3 separate regions of the Sus scrofa genome follow, and regions 2 and 3 are each linked to region 1. The links are chromatin contacts, called in public HiChIP or PLAC-seq maps. All regions are on one chromosome and are shown on one strand. The core of a region is the stretch at or near the end of the contact, and the rest is flanking DNA. Distances in the headings are between cores, read along the strand shown. Region 1 holds the start of MRPS24 (28S ribosomal protein S24, mitochondrial). Region 2 holds the start of PGAM2 (phosphoglycerate mutase 2). Region 3 holds the start of UBE2D4 (ubiquitin-conjugating enzyme E2 D4).

Region 1 (2,629 bases), core at 82-2,581:
ATGGAAGTTCCCAGGCTAGGGGTCTAATCGGAGCTGCAGCTGCCGGCCTACATCACAGCTCACAGCAATGCTGGATCCTTAACCTACTGAGCTAGGCCAGCGATCCAACCCCGAAACCTCGTAGTTACTAGTCCGGTTCGTTAACCACTGAGCCACGACGGGAATTCCATACAGGCTATTTTAAGGCAGTGAAATCACAAACTTGAAAGCACGGCACTAAAGGACCTCAAAAGGGATACCTGTTTATAGCGTGAAGATGAAACCAGAAGGCAGAGCCTTGTTCAACCTCAGCTTAGGTGCATGGGGCGGGCGGGGGTTGTTCCACCATTTCTTAGAACGAACATGAATGTGAAAGCACCAAGAGTAGACAAATTCACAAATACGGAATCTGTGAATGAGGAAGATCAACTACATATACTCACAGTGAAACACCTGTGCTTCAGCGGAAAACTGCAATATTTAGAACAGCTTTCCAGGTCGTCGAATTCTACAAGGTTCCACATTTCACTGCCTCTGAGTTATTTTACACCTAAACTATAGATAACTGGTAGCAGTGCAAAATAATTGTCTTTAGGCATGCAACTAATTTCTGAGTCCTTGCTCCCCACGGAAAAAGCCAATTTTGCATCCCTTCCAAATACATTTCAACATCTCCGCTCATATAAGTATCTACTCCTCCTTTGAAAGCATTTAACGTATTTTTAGCTCTCACATTGACGACTGAGTTAAATAAAACCTCTAGCACGCGTTCATTTCGTGTTTACGAGACAGTCACGACTGAGCGCGCCTTCGGTGAAAACTGGGGTTGTAACACCAGCTCCGCTGCACGTCCTCCCCGCTCCCGCCGCCGGGACAAGCCTCGTCCCCTCACCTGTGTGCAGCGACAGCCAGCCCTTGCGGTGCGCGATGTAGTGAGGCGCGTGCGCCTCCTCATAGGTCACTGGCTTATCCCCCTTGCTCACTCGGACTCGGGCCGCCCGGTTCTAGAAGGAAAACGGGGCCATGACTCCCCGCGACCCCTGATCCAGGCCGCGCACCAGGCCACGTCCCAGTCCCCCAGGCCGCGCGCCCCCAGGCTAGACTCACCTTGGCGCAGACCGCGGAGATGTGCAAGGCGCGCCAGGCGCAGGGCAGCTCCCGGCTCCACGACAGCACCTGCAGGGAGACGGGGTCGTGAGACAGAAACGAGGGCTCCCACCTCCACCCACCCGCCCTGTCCGCGCCGCCCACTCACCAGCGGCCGTAGCCCCCCGCCGCACACGGACGCCACCATCTTGGGCCGAGCGGAGCGCCGCCTGGGGGCGGGGCGGCCCCCGGGTTAAAGGTCAAGCGCGGGAGGGCACCACGCGGGCGAGACCACGTGCGAGCCGGCGCGGGGGTGGAGCCGCTCCCCGGACGGGGCCGCGGTGCAGTCGGCGGCGCTGACCGCCGGTGGGAGGCGGAGGCCTCGGCTCGGAGCTCGTGCGACGGCCTGGGTGGACCCGGTTGGTGTGGGGAGCTGGGCTCTCCGCCTCCGCCTGCAGCCCTGGCACAGGCCGTCCCCCCCTCCGCCTACCACAGTCGTGGTTCGGCTCCGGAAACTGGCTGACGCAGAACGTAAGGATTCGGCGCCCCAGAGCAGGCGGCCGTGAGGCGAAGGATGGGGGTCCTGGTGGGGTTCCTGGTGGGGGTCCCCGGGAGACTGTAGCGCTCACTGCTTCCCATGCCGGCCTGGGCCTTTCGTGGGAGCCGAGCCTTTTGCCACGCTCTAGAAATTAGGTTGGTGAATTCTGACTCCAAGTGATACCCTTTAAGAAAAGAAAAAACAACAGAAAACCCAGGAGTTCCCTTCGTGGTTCAGTGGTCAACGAATCCGACTAGGAACCATGAAGTTGCAGGTTCGATCCGTGGCCTCGCTCAGTGGGTTAAGGATCCGGCGTTGCCGTGAGCTGTGGTGTAGGTTGCAGACGCAGCTCGGATCCCGCGTTGCTGTGTCTCTGGCGTAGGCCGGCGGCTACAGCTCCGATTCGACCCCTAGCCTGGGAACCTCCATATGCTGCAGGTGCTGCCCTAGAAAAGACCAAAAAAAAAAAAAGAAAAGAAAAAAAAAAAAAAGGTCTGACCTTTATCCACAATAAAGAGGAAATGTGTTTTGGTTAAAACTTTACCCAGTTCTTGGAGGGACAAGATAGGGGCAGGGGATTAAGGGGCACTACTATGTATAAAATAAATAGGCTACAAGAATGTATTATACGACACAGGAAATAGGTTTTTTTAATTTATAATTTTAAATGAAGTATAAGCTATAAAAATACTGAGTTACTATGTTGTACAGCTAATATAATATTGTAAACAGCCGTACTTTAATACATTTTAAAGAAACAGTTTTTCAAAGATGGGTTATGGGTAGGGTTTCATATGTGACCTTACCTTGGTGTCTGGTCCCTGGGGAAGGAAAACTTTAAAGGAGAAAGGGCTAAATGACCAGGGAATGCCTGGAGATGTTGCAGAGCCTGTAATACTCAAACCAAAGCATTGCCGCTGTAATCGGTATCCAGTAATTATCGTCAGAAGGACAGTAGCAACACTGGCAATCCTAGTTCTGAATTCACACTGGGAAAATCATGGACTCTGGATTCCGGCTCAGGTG
Region 2 (2,629 bases), core at 80-2,579, 120 kb after region 1:
CTGCCTTTTGAACGGAAGGCCAACTGAGGGTCTCTAGGGTTTTCCACCCCCTGTGCCCTTCTTCCCACTCGTCTTTGCCTGGAGTGGGTGTGAGCAGGGGGACAGGGCCCTGGCCTGGGTCCCATATCCAGCAGCTTCTGGGGGAGTGACTGGACCAGGGTCACTCAGCAAAGTGATGCCCTGCCTTTTCCTGGGTGGCCTCTGGGCAAGATGCCATTGCTGGCCTTCCCTCCTCTCGCCCGGGGCTGGTGTTTAGGACACAGGGCCAGCCGGGGACCCCTCAGCCCCTGTGTAGATGGCTGGGCCTGGGTCAGGAGTGGCAGGCGTTTTCACCCACCGGCTCCAGAACACTCATGTTCCGCCGCGTCCCAGTACACACAGCAATGAACATGCTTACAAAGCTGTTTTTCAAACGGCCTCTCGACCCGCCCAGTTGAAGTCAGTTTGGAGCCCCACCCCCCATGCCGGTGCCTGCAAAGCTGCCTCAAGGCACCTGGGCCTTTGCTGAAAGGGGGCTGACTGTTTCAGGGGACTGTGTCACCCGGCCTGCCTGTGAGGGTGGGCCTCACCTTCCAGATGCTTGACGATGCCCCGCAGGCTGTTCCCGTGGGCTGCGATGAGCACTCTCTTGCCTGCCTTGATCTGGGGCGCGATCTCATCGTTCCAGAAGGGCAGGGCCCGGGCAATGGTGTCCTTGAGGCTCTCGCACGTGGGCAGTTCCCCGGGCTTCAGGCCTGCGTACCGCCGCTCCTGGGGGCATCCACACTGCGTTCACTCCCCAGACAGCTGCCCCGGCCCCGCCCGGGCTCCCGTCCCGAAGGCCCCCATCCCCAGGCCTCCCCCCGCCCGCCAGCAGCCCACCTTGCTGATGGAGCTGTAGTAGGGGTGCTTCTCATCCATGGGGGGCGGTGGGATGTCGAAGGAGCGCCTCCAGATCTTCACCTGCTCCTCCCCGTGCTTGGCGGCCGTCTCCGCCTTGTTGAGGCCGGTGAGCCCCCCGTAGTGCCGCTCGTTGAGGCGCCAGGTGCGCACCACGGGCAGCCACATCTGGTCCGTGCCGTCCAGGATGGTCCAGAGGGTGCGTATGGCCCGCTTCAGCACCGACGTGTAGCAGATGTCAAATTCCATCTTTGCGTCCTTGATGGCATGGGCCCCCCTCTTGGCCTCCTCGGCCCCCTTCTCGCTCAGCTCCGCGTCAAACCAGCCGCAGAAGCGGTTCTCCTGGTTCCAGGTGCTCTCGCCGTGCCGAACCATCACGAGGCGGTGGGTGGCCATGGTGGCGGTGGTGGCGGGGACGGTGGCAGGCTCCAGACAGGGACAGGTGCCTCCCGGGCACCCCCAGCTTTATAACAGTCTGTCCCCTGCCCCCACCCAGGCCAACTGCCAATTAGCATTCCAGGTCTGATGGGCAGCGGCAGGTGGCCAGTAGCAGAGCCGAGTGTCAGGCAGTCCAAGAGCTGGACTTAAAATAGCCTCACCCACCACCAGTCGCCACAGGTCCGGAGCCCGGGCTGGGTGGGGCTTCCGAGCAGGGCTGGGCATGGAGGGCAGACGTCAAGCCCGAGAGGCGGGGGCCCGAAGGAACAGAGGGGCTCTCCAGGGCAGGACTCCCCCAGAGGCTGGCGTTCCAGCCCCATCAGCCCATCCCTGCTCCCAGGGGCCCTGACGCTGTCGGGCAAGGGGCAGAAAAACCCCAGCCACTTCCTCCTGGTCCCTCAGCACAGCCGGCGCCAAGCCTGCTTTTGGGTAAGGACAGTAGCCTGGTGTCAGAGGGAGCCGGGGATGGGAACGTGCGTGTGTGTTTGCCCACGCACGTGCGCGTGCACGGTGAGTGCGTGTAGAACCGTGGGTACGTGTATGTGTTGCATGCGTGTGCATGTGTGAGCTGCCAGGAGGATCCCCCAGAGGCTCTGCTCTGCCCGCCCAGGAATGGGGTCTGAATACCGCTGGGACTTCCCTCGGGTTCCTCTGTCCCGCTGGCTCACAGGAGGAGCCCTGTGGGAGCCTGGGGCTGACAGCCGGGCTGGAATCGGCCGAGCCATCCCCTGCACTAGTCCCCTCAAGGGACAGAGGAGGAGGAAATGTTGCTGAGGGCAGAGCCAGGGCGAGAGCCGTGGCCCTGAGGGAGGTCCGGCCCTGTGGGAGGTGGCAGCAGTGGGGGGCAAGGGCTGAGCTGGGCAGCACCGCGGGCCTGGCTGCCTGGACCAGAGAGAGGAGCAGAGGGCTTTCTCCTCCCGTGTCCCTTTGCTGAATTCTCATCTACGCCTGCCACACTCCACCTAGCCCGGCTCATTCCGTCCAGCTAGAACTACCTTTAAAAAGAAAAACAAGGAGTTCCCTGGTGGCTCAACCTGCTGTGGTGCAGGTTCGATCCCTGGCACAGGAACTTCCACGTGCCATGGGCACGGCCAAAAAGAAAGATGAAATTCAGGATTCATGTCCCCAAGGGGCCCCAGGATCAGAGGTGCTGGTTGTTAGGTCTGTGCCCAGCTTACCAGGAGCACCCGGAGGTAGGCTGAGGTTGGGACTAGGCGACGGTGTAGACGGGTGCAGGCCCAGGAACTCTGCCTTCAGGTGTTGGGGACAAGGGCCACTGGGGCCTGGGCTGTGAAGAAACCAAGCAGGGTCG
Region 3 (2,629 bases), core at 36-2,535, 69 kb after region 1:
AGAGATAACCACCACTGTCACTTAGGTTCAGAGTCTCCCACAAATACACAAACATTTATAAAAATCTACGATCATTTGTTCTGAGGGGAGGGCCCATTAAAACAATATGGGGATGGAATGGACTAACAGGACAGAGTTACTGAGTGACAACGAGGAGAGGTGGCACTCAACCAAGGTCTATGATGGCTTCAATTTGCTTTACAAGGTGAGTGTTGGCTGTGCTTTAAGGGGAAAGAAAGAGGAAGTTTTCTAGAGGGCAACCAGGAGCAAAGGAATATCACGGGAACAGTGACAAACACTCTTGAGAGTAAACCAGACTGGATGACACTAGATTTTGAGGGGCCTTACATGCCCCGGGATGGAATCCTTGGAGATCACTGGGCATCCCTGAAGACTTCTGGGCAAAAGAGATGGCGGGGGACCATGGAAATGTCTGTAATACATTTTACATTCGGAGTAACCGCATACAGATGACCATGTGTCCTGGGTGGTCAGTGACAGCCTCAGATGACACCTAATTGCTAGAGTAATTACACTGCACTCCACTCTCAAAAACTCCTAGGTTTTGAAGATAAATATTATCATCTACGCACACACACAAAGTAGAACTTTCGCAATTCTCACCTTTATTATATAAAATGCACTGAGACTTTGTATTCTATTTCACTTTTTTTTTAAACGTTGGCTACAACCCAACAAACTGACTTCGTGACACACCAATTGTTCCTAACTCAAAAACTCTCACCTAGATGCCTGCAGGGTCTTGAAGAAAGGGGGAAGACAGAGCTAAGTCTGGATATGCACCGTTTAAGGCCGTGGTTCTCAAGTTTGGCAGGACGTCAAAATCACCCGCAAACATTACAGAGACGCACATCTCCAGGCGCACTGCATATACAGCTCTGTTACGTGTATGTCTATGGAAAGAAGTGCAAGCTACTTGACACATAACACAGGAAAGGGTATGAATACTTACAGACTTAAGTTCAAAGCAGAGCTGAGAACCACTACGTTCAGGAGTATGTGACAGCCTGGGATGGAACACAGAAGGGGGTCAGAGAGCACGGCCGCAGCACCTCTACGGGGTTAGACCAACGAGACCCCTCTCTCCGCCCGCCTCCCCAGGCCCTCGCAGACCCGGCGGGAGGCCCTCGCTGACCCCCGGGGTAGGGTGGCGGGGCGACACACCGCAGGCGGGAGGCGACCCGCGGCCCCGCCGCTCCCGCTCGCCCGCGCCGGGACGCGCCGCACGCGGAACGCCGCCCCACAGTGCCCCGCGGCGCGCAGGCGCAGGCGGCCGTTCCCAGCCTGCAGCGCTGCGCGGCGGCCGAGCCGGCAGCGGGCCGCCTCTGGCAGCCCCGGGCCGGGCGCCCCCGTCCCCAGCAGCGGGGGTAGGATGGCGCTGAAGCGGATCCAGAAGGTAAGGGCTCCTCTGGCCCTCTGGCTCCCTGCGAGTCCGAAGCGTCGATCCGCCGGCGGGGCGCCGCGGCCGCTACGCGCACGGCGGCTGAGGCAGCGCAGAGCACGGTGACACCTGCCAGGGAGGGAGGCGGAAGCGCCGCCCGCGCGGCCTTAAAAGGGCACGGCCCGGCGCGCGGGGCGGGGCGGCGTCACGTGGGGCTCGCGTCGCGCGAGGCGGGGCGGGGCGGAACGTCACGTCTACCCCCCACCTCCCGCCGTCCCCCCCCCCACTCCTCCCCCAGCACCTGCGGGGAGCTGCGGGCTCTCGGAACTTCGGCGCCTGTCCGCGTGCAGCCTGGGCGGAGAGACGGCCCGGGTTGGCGGAGGAAGGAGGGCACGGCCTTCTGGGGGGTAGGGGGGTCTGGAGGGCTGGGCAGAGGAGTCGATTTGAAGCTGGGTCCTAAGTATTGAGTAGGCATTCTGCATGAGCAGAAAAGGAAGGGCGTTCGCGGCGTGGATGGACTGGGCTTGGGGTGCGGAGAGGATGATCTGAGTTTTAGCACCGCTGAAGAGGGGCTGGGAGTGCGTGGGGAGGACAGGTGTGGGCTTCAGGGGCAGTGCCAGGCATAACTTTTTTAACATGTAGGTGATTGAGAGTCCTTGTAGGCCTTTACTATATTAACTAGAATTTGGAAACTGCACAACTGTAGAAGAGAAACAAGTGTCTTTAGTGCTACTGTGTTACCATTTGTTGACATTCTAGCATCGTTTCCAGTATTTTGTATATTTTGTATTCTGCTTTTTCTAATACCATTAAACGTGGGAGTTTTTCATGTTGTGAAATGGTATTCGTCACTAATTTTTTTTCTTTTTTGATGGCCACACCCACAGCATATGGAAGTTTTCCAGCCAGGGATTGAATCCCAGCCACAGCTGCGACCTGTATTGCAGCAACACTAGATCTTTTAACCCACTGAGCTGGCTGGGGATGGAACCCACCAGCAATTCTGGCCGCCTAGAGCCACTGCAGTCGGATTCGTAACCCACTGCACCACAGTGGGAACTCCATCATAACTAATTTTTAACATTAACATTCCAAAAGTACACGAACAGTAACGTATATAATGATTACCCATAGGGAATAAATGTATGGATGAGGATGTCAGAGAACCTGGGGTAGAGCATGAGGTCATTTAGGGTAATCTCACGCAACACTCTAACTGTTCCCACC

The links. HiChIP or PLAC-seq counts read pairs in DNA pulled down with a chosen protein or histone mark.
Region 2: a contact with region 1 is called in an H3K27ac HiChIP or PLAC-seq map of skeletal muscle. The contact joins the promoter of PGAM2 here to the promoter of MRPS24 in region 1. A contact is called at or near these places in 1 of 47 Hi-C or Micro-C datasets (alveolar macrophages) and 2 of 2 datasets of contacts at active chromatin or transcription factors (alveolar macrophages and skeletal muscle).
Region 3: an H3K27ac HiChIP or PLAC-seq map of alveolar macrophages shows a contact between it and region 1. The contact joins the promoter of UBE2D4 here to the promoter of MRPS24 in region 1. A contact is called at or near these places in 2 of 47 Hi-C or Micro-C datasets (embryonic fibroblasts and liver) and 2 of 2 datasets of contacts at active chromatin or transcription factors (alveolar macrophages and skeletal muscle).

What each region holds. Positions count from the first base shown.
Region 1 is chr18:48,824,449-48,827,077 of Sscrofa11.1, reverse strand. It overlaps MRPS24 (28S ribosomal protein S24, mitochondrial), which reads right to left and starts at 1,331. Exons shown (of 7, transcript XR_002340520.1): 1 at 1,235-1,331; 2 at 1,087-1,155; 3 at 872-983.
Region 2 is chr18:48,709,192-48,711,820 of Sscrofa11.1, reverse strand. PGAM2 (phosphoglycerate mutase 2) reads right to left here and starts at 1,329. Exons shown (of 3, transcript NM_001134968.1): 1 at 862-1,329; 2 at 570-750. The coding sequence starts at 1,275. It overlaps LOC106506850 (a long non-coding RNA gene), which reads left to right and starts at 1,625. Exons shown (of 2, transcript XR_001302456.2): 1 at 1,625-1,746.
Region 3 is chr18:48,754,970-48,757,598 of Sscrofa11.1, reverse strand. It overlaps UBE2D4 (ubiquitin-conjugating enzyme E2 D4), which reads left to right and starts at 1,285. Exons shown (of 7, transcript XM_003134861.6): 1 at 1,285-1,417. The coding sequence starts at 1,394.